Regions from separate parts of the Anser cygnoides genome. Here region 1 is linked to region 2. A link is a contact called in public Hi-C data. All regions are on one chromosome and are shown on one strand. Each heading gives the region's core, a stretch centred on a gene start, on an enhancer-like site or on the middle of the called end of the contact. The rest is flanking DNA. Distances are from core to core; before and after follow the strand shown.

The links. A called contact is a pair of places that touch in the nucleus more often than the background predicts.
Region 1: a Hi-C map of liver shows a contact between it and region 2, with 17 times the contacts expected there. The contact joins the enhancer-like site here to the promoter of PAH in region 2. A contact is called at or near these places in 2 of 7 Hi-C or Micro-C datasets (both in liver).

What each region holds. Positions count from the first base shown.
Region 1 is chr1:60,098,719-60,102,767 of Taihu_goose_T2T_genome, reverse strand. LOC106035819 (a long non-coding RNA gene) reads left to right here. Exons shown (of 3, transcript XR_001206983.3): 2 at 2,659-2,708; 3 at 3,438-3,693. Among named protein-coding and RNA genes, the nearest start is that of IGF1, 81 kb to the left of the region's middle. Within about 2 kb of position 2,432, at least 2 of the 3 cell types and tissues checked have open chromatin away from gene starts, as enhancers often do. A contact at or near this core is called in liver, where this site is marked.
Region 2 is chr1:59,972,350-59,976,381 of Taihu_goose_T2T_genome, reverse strand. PAH (phenylalanine hydroxylase) reads right to left here and starts at 2,478. Exons shown (of 14, transcript XR_010831701.1): 1 at 2,277-2,478.

The DNA of each region.
Region 1 (4,049 bases), core at 1,183-3,682, 130 kb before region 2:
TTCTGAGGCATAATGAAAACTTTTGCTCAGACCAGCATTCTGACAAATATGATGTTCAGAATATAATGTTCCTGAAAGGTACAAGAAAGGATATTTGTTGCTACCATCACTGTTTGTCCTTTCTGTTTTGTTCTTTTGTTCTATAATTGCCTCTTTTAGTCTGTATGCATATTTTAACACCTACACCTTGTTATGGCTTCAAGGTTATGGCTTTAACTGAGGCCTAAAAGACTAACTCACACTAAGTCGGATTTGACATCCCTGTCTATCTTTTATTCTACATAAAGTGACTTCCATACTATCTATTCATAGCTTCCTGAGCCTCCCCAGGTAGCCCATTCCTGCATTGTGGAATGGGCTTTGTTTGATGTGACTTGGCTTTTCTTAAAATTAGGCTGCTAATTTTGCTTTGTAATTGCAACTACATGTCAAATAGGAACAAATATGGTTAAAAGAAATAAACAAAAAAAATGTACAGATTGCAATGATAAACCAAGATGAAGTTCTATATTCCAGAAAGTTTTCCTATTCCACCATTCTGGACACCCCCTTTCCTTCCTAGATAGTGCTGGATATTAGAGGCCTCTCTGTTTCCCACCTGCCTCTTCATACCACATCTTTGTCACACTCGTCTCCAGACATTCCTCCTATTCTCATATTCTTTTCCTTAGTCCTGCATAGCTCTGGACATAACTTTTCTCTTTTCCAAGCAAGCTGATCTCATATCAGCACCAACACTAATCTTACTGGAACAGTGTCACCCCTAGAGGTGTGAGAGTGGGATCTAAAACATAATAGCATTAAAATGTATCATGGGGTACACAGGCAAGTATTCTGTGGGCAGGAATAAGGCACATCTAATCTACAGGAATTCTTGTGTCATTAGTATCCTATATGTTGTCCTACAGGGTCAATTATAAATAGTTCTTTAGTCACTAGATGGGAAACATTTTTAATTACAAACCTTAGTCTCTAAGCTTCTGTGTACCTTCTTCCTGGACAAACATATGACAAATGATTAATATTAAACCAAACATTGTTCATTTAACAAATAACTGAAAAATGCATTATTGGTTAAAGGCTGTTGTTTGGGAGCAGTGTTTTAGAAGGGAACATGTAATAAAATGGGAGGAAACCCAAGTGGCATCATAGAGCATTAGACTGAGGCTGAGGCTGGTAACAATTGCAGTCGGTCAGCTAGGCAAGGCTCTCAGAATTTACAAAGAGATGAGAACAGGTCTGTTAGATTTGGAAGTCAGGTTTTAAGCCATATTTTTCGATTGCACAATTGTTAGAATTTAACTCTTATTTAACAAGTAGACTTCAGCATTTGAAGTTGCAAAGTCCATCTGTTCAGAGTCATCTCACAGGATCTTTTCCTCCTGGCTGGGAAGTCTTACAAATTAGCCTTTTTTGTCACTGCTGTGCAGTTAATTTTGAAGAAGATGTGAATGGCATTGCAGAAGTCTCCCTTTCCAAGGGACAGCCAAAACTTCCTTGGCTCACCTGCCAGCTCTGTTCTGACTTCTGTGTCACACATCTGTCTGCTCACACCACACTGTTGGACCACTACTGAGTTTATGGGAATATTTGTGACCATTCTTAATTGAGATGAAGGCTATGACTCCAGCAGCCAACAGCAGGCAAATATCATCTGTCTAAAAGATATACACACTCTTTTATAAAAGTGCATTATTGTTTCTGGCACTTCCTAGATGTCTGAGCTCAAGTGCTGGAGAATGTGAGGGTGGGACATGGTGACTCAGCTGTTTGCTATATAGCATTCGTTAATGTGTTGTATATTTTTCTTGTAAGAACAGTTATAAATAGTTTTGTAGTGATCAGATGGGAAACAGTAAGCATAATCCTTACTCAGCATCACTGGGGAATAAGCTTCCCACCACTTTCTTTCTCTGACACCCTTGTGGTTCCCCAACTGCTTTTTCTACTGGGACGGTGCCTCCTGCCCGGTGCTGGCAGTGCAGACACTCCTCGCCTGATGGGGTGAACAGGAGGGCAAAGAACCAGGAGGAATGCAGGGAGCCTGACTCTGTCCCCACATCCACATGCCAGCTAGATCAAATGGCTATAGATCTGATTCAGGGTCCTCTGAAGTCCAGGCAAATATTTGTATTGATTTCAGTTGCTCTGGATCAGCACTTGTGTACACAGATGAAAGTAAGCTTTTTTTTCCCAAAAGGGGACAAAGTCATATTTTCCTTTCATAGAGAGAAAGGGAGTGCTGATGCCATCTTCCCTGCTCTGCCCCTGGGGCAGTCCATCTAGATATTGTTGTGCATCTTGGTCAGTCGTTAGAGTTCTAGATGATCCCTAGACAGTCGTTCTCATGTGTACCCCCCCCCTTCTTGTCATTGCAAGGCAAAAGGGAGTGATGCATGAATTTTTCTGCCCAGTAGTTCTGAATGTGGAAGGGGTAATCTAAGACCAGAAACATTTCATGGAAAGTGCCAGTTCCAAATGAGGAAAAATTTAAACCTTCATTACCCAAGGTAGCTGTAAGTGAGTGTGACAATGCCTTCATTCTTTAAAAGCGCATTCCACTTGTGCCACCATGCAATTTCTGTTTTTGTTTTGTTTTGTTTTTAAAGCCCTTGTACCTGAAAGTTTTGTTGTTTAATTGATTTTTTTTCTTGGAAGAATATAGATAAGGAACTCACAAGCAAATAAACACTGAGGCTACAGTCCAGGTAAGTTCACTATTTCACAAGTCATTTAAGTTCACATTCTTGCATCTCTTTGTGTGCATCCTCCCTTGGCATGATGTAGAATGCAGTTTATTTTCAAGAGTTAACGCCTGTGGCATGTTGTAGGCATCAGCATCAGAGCAAAAATATGTAATAAGGCCAAGCCCCAGGGACCTGCATGATTTAAAAAGAAGGGCTTTATAGTCCATGATTTGTCAGTTTGATTGGCTGCTGTTGAGGTAATGGTCTGTGTTTAATTCAGCTTCTTGACTTTAATTCTGTGGTTTCAAAGTCTATCTCAAATGCTGGTCAAGCCTCTCACTATAAAACCCTGCTTTGAAATTTCAAATGGGACAACTTTCTTTTGCATGTTGTCAAGGTCATAATGAAATAGAAATTAAAAAGATTATGTCAGTAATTATATGGATTAAAAAACTATTCCATATTGTTATTTTTCAGCAGGAAGGAAAAGGTGTGAAGAGTCACTTTCTTTTTACTTCTGAAATGCAAACGAATTCAGTTATTCAGCTCCTGGAGTATGTTTCTAATGATCACTTTTGGTTGGATTCTAGAATGAGTCTCTGGATAAGGTCCTTCTAAATAAAAATAATATTGTTTGGGGGTAAAACACACAGTTACAACTTTTACAACTTCTGCAATGTCTTCATAAATGATGGTATTTTGACTAATGCTAATGCAATGTCTCTTGATCAATAAAATAAAATTTTCCAGGTATTTATGGAATGCCAATCCTATTTGGGGCAAAGATCTTCTAAGTGGTTATCCTCCTGAAAAAACACCCAGTCAGAGCTACTAGAAGAAGAAGGCAAAGGTCTTTGTACTGTCAAAGTAAGTTTTGTACGTTGCCCTCAGGAAGGTTTTGTAGGTATACCTGTCTTCTTGTTGTATAGTAAAAGTTCGAGATTTTCTGCAATGCTACCTATCACTGAAAACATATCCTAAACCCGGCTTCATTTAAAGTGCCCTATAGGCCTGCACTGTGAATACAGACAGGGCGTTTCAGCCAAAATACCATAATGAGAGCAGTGCTTGGGAACACTCTGTTTTAGCAGAGCGAATGTGAACAAAGGGTAATTCACTAAGACTGCCAGAATCCTAATGATTTCTAAAGGAGTGATTTTAGAGAGGGGAACGATATATTACTGTGTCAAAATACTTGTACTGCCTTATCCAACTGTCTTAGATCACAGTCTGTGTGCGTAAGAGGCAAAAATAGATGTTAAAAATAATATAAAAAATCTCTAGCATCTCTCAAAAAAAGATCGTAATGATGATTGGAAATAAAAGTGAAATATAAATTTATTTGACTATGAGATTACACAT
Region 2 (4,032 bases), core at 1,229-3,728:
TATGATAGTGTAACCAAAGCTGTCATCTGAAATTGTGATCCTGCATGGCTTTGCTGTTACGATTTCTCCATCTCAACAAGTTAAATTCACCCTAAGGACAGAACTGAGTTATGCCAGTGTCTGCTCAGTGGACCAAGAATTTGGTTTTCATGGTCTGTCCTAGAAATGTTTTAAAAGAGTTGTAATTACATTTTTTTAAATGTTCTTGCCAAGGCATTTCTCATGGACCAGCTTCTGTTGCAGGTTGTCTTGACTCTGTGTGACAAAGGAAGAATTTGTGTTTTGAACATCGGCAGAGGATATAATACAAGGCTCAAGTCCTACGAGGTAATTTTGATATTAATTAATCTCTTTATACAGTGATAGATTCTCATTGGTCACTAGCCTTGATATGCTGAGATGGGCCACTTTTAGGCCATTCTCACTCATTTTCCCACTCTTGCAAATTGGTTTATGTTGTGCTAAAAAGTTGCAGAAGGCAGTAGGCACTAATCCTGCAAACATGATGACAGTTGCTTAACTTTTTGCACATCTGCATGTGAATGTAGATCACTGGGATGGTCTTTGTACAAAAGTCAGTGCATGCCTAAGTCTGTCCACAGAGGTGGAGGCTTTCAGTGCAAGAGGAAAGAAGACTAAAACCATTATTTTCCTGACAGGTACCCAGATCTTATCAATATGTATGGAGGCAATATACATTAATAGACACTGGAGCCAATACATCAACACAAACGCAGGCACTCACATCTATTGCTGAGCTTTTTGTCATATATATGCATATTTTTTAACTGTTGATCATGGCTAATCCGTTCTCAGTCCGAATTCTAATTTCTTGTCTCTCAATCTCTTATATAGAGATGAAATGCAGCTTTGGGACAATTCTACTCTTACTACTGTGATTGTGATTAAGAGTTGAACAAATTGTTTCATTGTCATTGAAACACTGTCTATATGACATGCATATCTGACCTGTAAGTGTATAAGAACCAGTTGACAAATACAGACAACCATTTCTGGACATAGCACAGTCTCTTACATCAGTGATGTGTAGATGCAGGGACAGTTTGCCTGAGTGCAATGCAAATCTATGTTCTTAATTAACTACTTCACACAGAGATTGATATTGTCTTTCTGACACATGGCAGTTTGGGAGGTCAATAATACAGACCTGTCAGCCTTCAAACTCATTTCTGAGTTGTTTAAACATTCAGAGTGAATTCCAACACTGCTGAAGCTAGAGGAAGTTTTTTCTGTAGTTTCAGAGAAAGTAAAATACACAAAATAGTATAGAAATAGTATAGAAAAAAATGGAAAAAATATTTCAATGAAAATAAGATTCTGAAGTTACTCCTAAAAATTAAACTAGTTTCCAAGCCATTTAGAGTCAGTTTCTTAAGGTAGCTAGATGCTCAGCTCCCACAGATCTCACTGGGATCAAGCAATTAGACAACTTGGAGAAACAGCAAGGTGGAACAGTAGCGTATCTCTAGGGGAGTTCAGCCTCAGCACACGAAGCAGTAGGAAACCAGGCTTCCTTGGCTGCTCTGTACCTAAAAAGATTTGTAGGAAATGAAGCTCGTTTTTTCACATCTTCCACAGCTTGTCCCCAGCTTCAGAGGCATTGCGCAGGACAGAATTCAGTCCTAATAATTAACCATGCTGGCCTCAAATTACGTCACTTGCTCCTACAGTATCTATAGTGCCTGTAATCGAAAGTCATGGGTTTCAGTACTTTCCTGTATTTTCCAAAACAAAGAGTTCAAAGTAAGTCAGTAAACATCTAAAAAAAAAAAAAAAAGTGGGGGGGAGGTAGAATATATGTCAGAGTGCTAAAAGTTAACAAATAGCTCCACCAGAAGAGTGCATAATTTCAGCAGCTTTCCCTAAACAGAAGACAGCTTGCGCTCATCACACAGGTTTAAGAGACCTCTAATTATCTGCTGCTCTTTTCTGCTGCTTCTTCTATTTGCCATATATGCAAGGATACATTTACAGAGGTCCCCTGACCCTGATCTCTTGCCTCTCTTTCCTTTCCTCTGTTAAAATGTTTTCATTTTTGCTCTCACCGCACATCTGTGAGTACAATTAACTCCAGACAAGCACGCCGGCTGCCAAAGGGGACAATGGTGGCAACCAAGCACCACAAACGGTTGAGACAGACGCGTTGTTTCCTCCCATCTTGGACATCTTAGAGAATGGGAAACAAGATTTGCAAGCATGGGGGGGCATGGAGGGACTCCCTGTGAACAGCAGGCACACAGGCCCCTCAAGCTTACCTGGAAAGGGTCGCCGTTCATCTTGCAGTGCTGTGCGTCCATGTTGTGGAGGCGGCAATGCCCACACAGGGAGGCTGCGGGTGAAGCCTTCTGACCTTACTGTGGTGGCCAGAGCTCCGTGCAAAGGTATTTAAAGTAGAGGAAGCGAGGCAAAGCCATCCCCTCCTCCAGCTCCCTCCCCCCAGATGCTGTGCCAAGAGGGCGTTCTCCCTCCACGCCCCCCACCCACCCAGCCCTGGCACACGGACAAGCCAGCCCCTTCGGTCCCCCCCAGCATGCAGCGGCACTCCAGCACATTGTTTCTATCTGTGCCCAACGTGGACAAGCAGCATGCTTTGAATTAGCAGCCTGTCTTCCACAGATCAATGTCAGCCGCTGCTTTCGTTCCTGCACGTCAATGCTTTGACTTGGGTTCAGCCTTCCCCCTTGTCTGTTCCTTTGGCTGTGTGTGTGTTTAGCGACCAGTGGGTTTCCCTTCCACGTGATCGGAGATCAGATGTTCTCCAGGAACCTCTCTTTGCGTGCCAGACACGGGGCACAACTCAGCAGCGGCTGGACTGTTTGCCTTTTAGTGAGGCCCTTTGGGCTGCATCCAAGAGGTCAGAGAGCAGGGGACAGCTCCGCACACCAGGCACTGGAGACAACAGAGGCCCAGTATAAAGCATTAAACAGGTGTTAACTTTGTGAACCTTGCTCTGGGATATGGATCTCAACATGGAGAAAGGGAAGGAGGTAAAGGAAGAAAAGGAGCAGGGAGGAGGCAGAAGAAATGCAGAAGGTGCGCATGTGTTTTTAGGTATATCAACCATGGAGAGCTACAATGGGAAGAGGGGGAACATGAATGAATTTGGAAATGGTTAGTAAAGGGTTGGTACAAACCAGCCAACACTTGGTTTGGAAAGAGTCACCAGAGAGATTGAAGGAATGAAGGAAAGTTATAGCCTGATACTAGAGGGCAGGTGAAAAGGAAAAAAAGAGAATGGTCAAGATCTATTTTGTTATTTGGAAGGCTGAAGTCTACACCAAGACAGGCTATGTCACGGCAGGTAATCTTGCTGCATTTTTCTGATGAAGATAAATTCTGTGGAACAGAAGAATCAGCCCTTCACAGTTATTTGAGCCTTGAGGGAAACTCTACTGCATGCTCAGAACAAATTCAGACTGATGAATTTTAACCAAGACTTACCATGAATTATTTGTAATTATGAAATCCAGTAGCTGGAAATCTGATCAGTAGGGAGCCACTTGCAAGAATCTTAGTCCAAACCCATGTTCAACCCCATGACCATCAACTCAGAATCCAGCCCAGTGAAATTATGCACTGTATGATGTACATCTGCAGTAACTCAGAGCTTTGGACACAAAACACACATTTTTCAGAGAAACTTCTTGTTTGTCCATCATATGGCCATATGCAGTGGTAGAAAGTGACTTTCTGAGGTGAACTGCAATCCTATATTATGGGCTAGCAGCCAAGGTAGGCAGCCAAATATGATATACACGTGCCACCCTGGACATTGCTGGCACCAAAGCATCAGGTTGGGGCAAGGAGAGATGGTCCAGTAGGTGAAAGGCAGCTTGACCTTGTTACCTGCCAGCAGTACTAAAACTACTGTTTTTGAACTGTTCAGTCAGCAGGTTCACTATGGGAGGCAACGTTTTGTGTCCCGTGTTTGTGCATGCAGCACCCAGCAGAGTTCTGTCGATGATAGGGGCATTGAAGGCCACCTCACAAAAAAAAAAAAAAAAAAAAGTG